Regions from separate parts of the Pan troglodytes genome. Here region 2 is linked to region 1. Evidence: chromatin contacts called from public Hi-C data. All regions are on one chromosome and are shown on one strand. Each heading gives the region's core, a stretch centred on a gene start, on an enhancer-like site or on the middle of the called end of the contact. The rest is flanking DNA. Distances are from core to core; before and after follow the strand shown. Region 1 has its middle 33 kb from the start of TRIL. Region 2 holds the start of CHN2 (chimerin 2).

Region 1 (4,167 bases), core at 1,099-3,598:
GAAATGTTCACTTTCCTGCCTAATTTTGTATTTGTAATTGTATATTCTTTTTAAAAGAAATCATATGAGCTTTGGGCTTCACAAAATCAGGATCTCCCCTGCCTGTGCCTTTTTCCAGTGGTTAAACATTTTTGCCTCTCATCCCCTAAAAAGCTAAACAATTTATTGTGATCTTGAAGCCATCATTGCTGGGCATAGTCCTGAAATATAGTTTTCCTGCAAAAGGAGAGGGAGGGGAGGAAGGAAGGGAAGAAGGACAGAAATGCACAAGATTATATGTAGAGTTAGTAATTCATTTAATGTTAAGGAAGGAAAGTTACCACCATTACAAGCGCCTCTTTAAAAAAAAAAAACACCCTTCCACATAGACTGAATCTTGTCTTCTCTTATGAAGGTTCTAACTTCCTAAAGATGGCTTCAGTGGACCATCCAATAATCAGATAAAAGGTCCACATTGCCGTGGACACGACATGGCTAAAGACAGGACCTAGACTTTGTTCCTGGGATTTTGTGGCATATTGTTAACACAAATCACCTGATTACGTTAGCCAGCAATGATCAGTCATGTATTCTTTCGCCTTCATCCTGCTTCTCCAGTTAGAGGGTTTTGAAAATCCCTTCAACAATTCAGCCACTTGTTACGGAAGGTTTCCACAGCCTCTTGTCTCCTTTGTCACACAGAAGTTCCCCCCAAATCATCTTGGCTGCTTACATCTACAGAGCTATAAATGGGATGCGAGTCCTCAGTGGGGAACACCAGAGCCCTCTGAGGGTGGGGAGCTTGGCATCACACCAACTTCCTGGACCCACAGTATCTGGGTTCACTAGTTATACTCATCAGACTGGCAAGTCCTCCTATGGGAAACCTTGTTTTGTGCCCCTCCATAGACATCACCTTTGTTTTTAGGTAGTATTGATCACCCGAGGATTAGGGTTCAGGCCCACGTCATTCTAGGGTCTCAGGGTCAGAGCAAGTAAGGTGATAAAGTAAAAGGGGTTAAATAATCTTATAAACAAATATTCACACTGGAGATTTCTATTTTTTCTATTTCTTTTTATGAAACATTTATGCACGCTTTATGGTTCTAAAACACAGGCTGCTGTTTAAGCCATTCACAGAGATAGAAAAGAAAAGAGAAGGAGAAAGCTTTTTAAATATGGGGGCAGGGGAAGCGGTTAGTGGAACTTCATCTGCTGAGTGTTCATACAGAGCAGAAATAAAGAAGTGTGTGTTTATCCTATGAAGCCTATAAATCTTAAGGAAACCCAACTGTTGCCGACCCAAAAGCCTTCTGCAAATTTGCTCTTCACAGTATCTGACCCTCCAGGCTCATTGTTCTGTGTTGTCCTGGATTGATATGGCCTAAAATCAAAACTGCATTCATAGCTCGGAAGTAATTTAATAGCTCTAGTCTAGAATTAAACTTTTTGGTCATTCATTTTGATTAATTGCTAAAAGAAATTCTGGCGCGTATACCCCTAAATACAATTTTATTTTGTGGAAACAGAAAACTTATTTTACAAAAAAGTCAACCTCTATCATAAATTCACCATCCAGGCTTGAGTGGTTTGACGTCTGGGTGCTGTACCTTGGAGACATATAATTGAAGCCCACGTGTAGATGTAGAGGTACTTTTAAAAATTTCCTCCTTGAAGATGACGTTTAACTCCACAGAGTAGCTTTCTTTGTCTTAATTCTCTGGGTTTCAATTTTTAAAAGAAAAAGCTATCCTCAAAGGCTTTACAGGGTTACTAATTACACAATGTCACCTATCGACAGAAGAAAGCCATTATGACAGTCTCTAGCTGTCTGAAATTTAAGTAGGCTTACCAAAGCTCTTAAGATGACAAACACATGCATTTGTAGGACGGTTCCTGTCCCACTGAGGTTAACTAAATGGTCTGGGGATGGGCAAGGAGAAAGAAGGGGAGCACTTGCAAAGTAGCTGGCTCCACTTTGGAGGAAAAAAATCCTGGGGTTGTTTTTGAGGTCCGGCTGAGAACCAAGAGCAACAACAAATCATCTATATTTTTTTCAGCGCATCATGTCTATTTTTCACGTAGCAACTCCCTTCCGGGCATTCGGAAAACGCTCCTCGTCGGATATTTCTACCCACAGGATGCTCTTTCTGTTTAACATGGAAGTAGCTTTGAATTCTCTCTGCAAAGAAGAGGTCCGGTATCCCGGCGGGAGAAGCAAAGTGCCACTGGGTGCTGGAACGTGGAGGTGAGGGCTCGCAGGAGGAAGGGTGGGGCTTGGGAAGGAAAAAGGCGCGGCTCGGAGGAGAAACCGGACGCTCACAATCCGCGAAGCCAGAAGTTACCCGGCTCGTGGAACCACGTCCACTTCCCCCAGCCAGTTCCCTCCTGGGTTTCATTCTTAAAAAGCGATTTGTATTGGTGCCTCTCTTCCGTGTGCTACAAAGAGAAGTGACCGCTAGAGGGCAATATGATGCAAAATAAGAATTTGATCGCACATGAGAAGAGCTGAAATAATAAGCATATAGATAGAATGAAATAGAGGTATTGTGAAGAAGTGTGGTGAGTAGGCTTTCCAATCCCTGTTCTCCATATCCATACACCCCCTCAAATATACACACTTAACTGAATGGCAAAGTATCTGCACTGCAGAAGCTAACCCATCTTTTTTTTTTCTCTCTCTCTCTTAGTTTCTGAGAGTTGGGAGGAGTTTTAGGTAATATTGAACTCCTCGACATCAGAACAGGGTAGTTTCTGGAAGCTTTCACCGTTCATAAGCCCAGAGTATAAGATCAAAGTAGTGGTTCTCAACCAGGGGCCGGGGGGGGAGGGGGGGAGTTTGCCTCCCAAGGAACATTTGGCCTTGTCTGGAGAGATTTGTGTTTGTCACAGCTTGTGGGATGGGGTGGACATAGATACTACACAGATACTAGCACCTAGTGGGTAGAGGCCAGGGATGTCACTCAACATCTTACAATGCATAGGACAACCTCTAATAACAAAGAATCATCCCCTGCAGATGTTCGTAGTGCCAAGGTTTGACCAGGGTCAAACATGAGTGCACAGCTTGTAGATGCATTTCCATCCAGTGAGGGTGTGGTTCAGTCCTCAGCACTTCAGCTCTTCTCAGTGTTGACAGGCATCTCCTATGCATTGTGCATCTTTCCCCTAAGTAGACCTGCTCCATGTGATTGAAATGTGTTGCCGCAGGTAAGCTGGTCTTTCAGATTACTGCAGCCCAGAGACCCATTTACTGCAAGGCATCTGCCCACTAGGACCCGGACTCGCAGAGCCTTCTGATGTGGATTCCCCAGCCCACCCTTAAGGGAGCCTCTGGGCACTTTAGTCAGGGACCTGGCTTCCTCCACTTACTAGTTGTGTGATCTTAAACAAGTCTTTCAGCCTCCTCTGTAAAATGGTGATGATAATGACACCTACCTCCTGGGGTCTTGTAAGGAGCAAATGAGCTCATAGGTAGAAAGCCTGGTAGGCCCATAAGGGCGTAGGCATTGTCTTCTCTTTCTCCCATAGTACATGATTCATTCTTTGTTTCCCTTCTAAAGGACTTAGCCCAAAGGCATGTGCCACATCTGTCCTTGTCTTATCACATTTAATTTTTTTTTAAAAATCTTATTTTAATGGGTCATTACTGCATACTTCATCTTTGTCTTATTATTATTCAATTATTCTGTCCAGAGACAGTACAGGGTGGTGATCACAAATTCAAGACCCAGCCTGCCTGAAACTGAATCCTGTTTTGTCCCTCCCTAGACAGCTGATCTTGAGCGAGTTATTTAACCTCCTTGAACCTCAGTTGTCCCCCCTCTAAAATGGGTGTGATAACAGTACCCATCATTGTACAGATTAAATTAATTAATATTGGAAAAGTACTTGGAACAGTGCCTGGCACATAGTAGTACTAAATAAGATATAAATAAATGAAAACGATGGTGATGAGATTCATATTATTTCCCCCAACACCTAAAAATCCAACCTAAATGCACCAGAATAACAACTGATGGGATGGCTGAAGCTAAACTTACAATGCCAGGATTCCAAGGTCATTCATCTACAGGTAGGGGGCTTGAGGAAGAGAGCTTCTTTTGCATCTGAGAACATCCATAGTGCAGGAGCCACATCTGGCCCAGTCCTGTAATTTTACTAAGAAGGCAACTTGAGCACAGAGTC
Region 2 (4,167 bases), core at 1,048-3,547, 270 kb after region 1:
CTTCAGGCTCCTGAATCTAAGAAGGATGATAGTGAATGATTATTCATGTTGAGTTTTCTCCATTGGTTATGGCTTTATCAATCCAGATGATCAATCAACTTTCAGATTTTAGTTCTGAACCTGGAGCTTTCTGTTTGCTATTCAAAATAATGGGTGTCAAAGTTATAGCTCATATCACACCGACAGACTGGGCCTCCCCCATCAGCACATCTCTGTTCAGCAAGCGTGTTTGTTGGCCTTGTATCCCTCTTCTGGCCCCAGGATCCAGGAAAACATGAGTCTTAGCTTTTTTCTACTTCTGTACAGCACAGGGCCTTCAAGTGGTGCCTTCACAGCAAATACCCCCGTCCCTTCATCTGTCAATTTAGGACAATAAAAATAATCTGCCTCACAGAGCCATGCTTTACTTTCTCCAGTTAAAACTCTATGAAGGGAAATATGAGTATCCAAACTGCAGAAACAGAATCTGTTGTCCTTTTGTGAAATTTCAGAGATGAATAATGAAACCTGTTACCCTATTGCACAATTTGGGACAACAAATATAAGCCATAGATTGAAGATAAGACATTTCCCCCTAGTAGAACAGGTCACAGTTGATGAGTTATCTCCAGATGCAATGAAGAAAGCAAAAATTTTTCAAACTATACATTCCTTCCTTAAAGTGAGCAACTTACAATCACTTTGGAACACAAACTTCATGCCAGGTACACTGTAGCTTTCCACATAGCATCTTATTTAATCTTCACAGCATCCTGTGTTATCAGATTTTTGTGGCAGGTGTAGAAACTGAGGCTCAGTAGGTCTAAGTAATTTGCTCAAGTTCGCAGCTAAGTGACAGAACCAGAGTTTGAACCAAGTTGACTTCGAAGCCCAGATGGTAAAATTCTACCGGGCGACATAGCCAAGTCAGATAGTCCACCATCTAAAGATCTGTGGGGCTACATAGATTACTAGTCAAACAAGTAAGTGCTGTTTTCTATCAGAAGAACTCTGGGGAAACAGTAAGTTCCTTCTGATCTGATCAACAAGCCAAGTGTGTGATGGGTCACATGTCCCTGAAGGCTCCAGATTAGGAACTGCATCATTTCGTGCAGTCCACAAAATGAAGGGTAGTGGTAGGGGGCTGGGAAAATGGGGGCGCTTGGGTCTCCTTAGACCAGCCAGGGCTGTTTCAAGGTCCATACAGTTGAGGGGTAGGAAGACGCAGTCCCACGTGACTGAAGAGTGCTCACACTCCTTTAACAGTTTAGCAAGGTGTATTTTTTAAAAATGGACCTTAATGAGAAGACACACTGGGATAGTATCCTGGAGGGATTTTTTTTTTTTTTTAAAGTTCTAATCAACTAGAAAATGTGACGTGGGTGCGTACTGTGATTATTTAACATTCATTATTCACTGTATGTTAGGTGCTTGGTTGATGTGGATCCCCAGGGCCTAGCTGCTGTTCTGTGTCACTCCTGATAATTTTTAAATTTACTATGTTCTTTTAACCATGTTTTAAAAAGTTGAACTACCCCAATGTGAACACTTTCCATTTTTGCTATATAATGAGAGTACTTTCATTCCTTTAATGTTTGCTTTTTCCTTTGATCTAACAATTTCTCTTCAAATTTCACAGTTTTCTGTTGCTTTAGGATTGAAAGAACCGATTAGCCCGCTGGGAGCGTGAAACAGACTTAAAAAAAATCTGCATGGTATTTCCTCCCAGTGAAATTAATTTAGGTTTAAATACAGGGGGAAGGGACACACCTTGTGCTCGAGTCTCTTTCTCTCACACACCTGAGCAGTTCCTATCCTGAAAGGGCACAGTCGGACCTGCTGCCAAGTCTTAAGTCTTTTGCGAGAATCTTTTTTTGCAAGGCACGGAGAACCTCTTTCTCTTTGACACCGGCTTTGTGTGGGCCTGATGACACGTTTGGACGGCTCTATTTCTTTGAAGGCCAACCTCAGAGGCCCACGGACGCGTCGGGCACTGTCCGTGGCTGGGTTACTTAAGTGTAGCTGGGTTGGCTTCCCGGGTGTTTTAGGAAACGCACCTTCTTGCAGGGCAGGGACCGTCAGCTCCAGAGCAACAAAGGACAATTTGGAGAGGAGTGGAAGGAGCGCTCCATAGTGGCTCTGTCATCCCAGGTTCCCTTCTGCCTAGCACCGTGGCCCTAGTGATCCCGCCTTCGCCCTCTGGATCCCCCACCCCCACTGTCTCGCTGCTCGAGAGCCCGGCGGGGCGCGGTGAGCCCCACCACCTTCCCCCACACCCTCCCTCCCCATCCCCTTCAAATCCTAGGAGCAGCGCTGCGCGCGGCAGCCGCGCTCGCCCCGCGCCCGGCCCCGGCCTCCCCAGCACCCCGGGGACCCGGTCCCCCGTCCCGCCTCCCCCTGTCCAGAGTCCGCAGCCTCCCCCTCCAGCCCCAGTGGCGGGAGCTGTCAAGCCCGCAGCAGCCGAACCACCCCCCGAGCGACCGCGTCTCCTCTTCTTCCTTTGTGTGTGCGCGAGCGGAGTTGGGGCGGAGGGAGAAGGGGGAGGTCGCTCTGTCTGTCCGTCTCCCGCCGCCTCTGCCCGGTCTACTCGAAGTGCGGCGGGAGAGGCGGGAGCCCAGGAGAGGGTGCGGGAGCTGGCGGGGCGGCTCGGAGCTGCCAGGACGCCCTGGTCCCAGCCGCGCACAGGGGAGCGCGGACGGCAGAGGGGCTCGGCGGGAGCCGAGATCCGCCCGTCCCGGCTGCCCCTCGGCCTCCCTCTGCTCCCACCTACCCCCTGACACCCATAGAAAAGCGTGCAAAGGCGCGGAGCGGGACGGAAACCACAAATAAATAGCGGCGGCGGCAGCGCGTCATCTGGTGGAGCAGGAAGTGCAGGCAGAGTCCGGAGGCTGGTGCTTTCTGCGCGTCCCCAGGACTTTGCCATGGGCTGGGGGCCGCGGAGGCTGCGAGCGGCCGGGCGAGGGCAGCGGCGGCGGCGTCCGCACCGGGGCTGAGCGAGCAGCGACGCGAGGGGCGCGCGGAGATGGCAGCGTCCAGCAACTCTAGCCTGTCCGGCTCGTCGGTGTCCTCCGGTGAGTTTCAGCCCGTCGGGCGCTGCTGCCGCGCCGGGTCTCGCCCCACTGCCCTCGCCCCGCACCCTGGGATGGACAGAGCCTACCTGTGGCCATCCCGCCCGCTCTCTCGGAGTGGGGGCAGGCGTCCGGGGTGATACTTGTTTGGTTCGCCAGCACCTCGGTGCCCAGAGCACCTCCGCGCCTGACATCTGACAGCGCAGAGGTGGGAGAGCGGTGGTGCCCTTAGTGTGCGGACGCGGGTGTTCCGGGGCTTGGAGTGCAGCGAGCGAAAAGCGAAAGGAGCGGGCAGGCTCGCACTTTCTGGCGCAGCTGGAGCGGGGGCTGGCGGGGCGGAGAAGGTTGGGGTGAAGCAGAGCGCCCCGACCTGTTTGCCGTGCCGCGCCCGCTACCCTGGACATCCAAATCCGGAGCAGAGGGGAGCAAACCCTCGCTCCTCGCAGACTTGATTTTCTTTGTTTGTTTCAGAAATTAGCTCTATGGAGACACTCGCTTGGGCATGGGTTTTAGACAGCAGCAATGAAGGGATGTATCTTTCTGATCCTGATTGAAGTGGGTTAGGGGAAGAGAGGTCGAGCCCATCCTCTGACTCTTGGCACATTTACAAGAGTGTGTGTGTGTGTGTGTGTGTGTGTGTGTGTGTGTGTGTGTGTGTGAGAGAGAGACTCCTTAGAGATTTTCTGATAATAGTGGCTGTAATTTCACTAGCAAGGCATGCATTTTTTTTTCCTTTTAAGAATGGTTGAGCAAAGGGAAGGCTTCTTTCAGCTTTTCTATGGTTGATCATCGGGTCTAATTGAAGAGAAACAAATTGCTAATGAATCTGAAGGAGTAGGAATCAATAGAGGCAGACCCACTGGTTTCTGAGTATGACAGGTTTCTAATCAGAATGATGCATTAGGTAGAATTCCTGTACCTCTCTGGTCATTGAAAACTTTAATGACAAACCCAAAGGGATAGCTGATAAGACATTTAGGGTAGTATACAGTATTTAAGGGTCAAGAAGGTCATGAAGTCCTAATGGAAGTGCTTCAATATATTAATATTGTATTAAGTCCCATTGGGCTGTTTTTATTATTCACGAATTAAACTCAAAGGAAGAAACACCTTTTTGGAG

Evidence for each region. Hi-C and Micro-C count contacts between places; a contact is called where the count stands out from the background.
Region 2: a Hi-C map of stem cell-derived neural progenitor cells shows a contact between it and region 1, with 5 times the contacts expected there. The contact joins the promoter of CHN2 here to the enhancer-like site in region 1. A contact is called at or near these places in 1 of 7 Hi-C or Micro-C datasets (stem cell-derived neural progenitor cells) and 1 of 1 datasets of contacts at active chromatin or transcription factors (stem cell-derived excitatory neurons).

Annotation. Positions count from the first base shown.
Region 1 is chr6:34,722,328-34,726,494 of NHGRI_mPanTro3-v2.0_pri, forward strand. No RefSeq gene overlaps it. Among named protein-coding and RNA genes, the nearest start is that of TRIL, 33 kb to the right of the region's middle. Within about 2 kb of position 2,349, at least 6 of the 24 cell types and tissues checked have an H3K27ac peak or open chromatin away from gene starts, as enhancers often do. A contact at or near this core is called in stem cell-derived neural progenitor cells, where this site is marked.
Region 2 is chr6:34,994,164-34,998,330 of NHGRI_mPanTro3-v2.0_pri, forward strand. It overlaps CHN2 (chimerin 2), which reads left to right and starts at 2,298. Exons shown (of 14, transcript XM_016957223.4): 1 at 2,298-3,050. The coding sequence starts at 3,002. It also overlaps a transcript of CPVL not described here.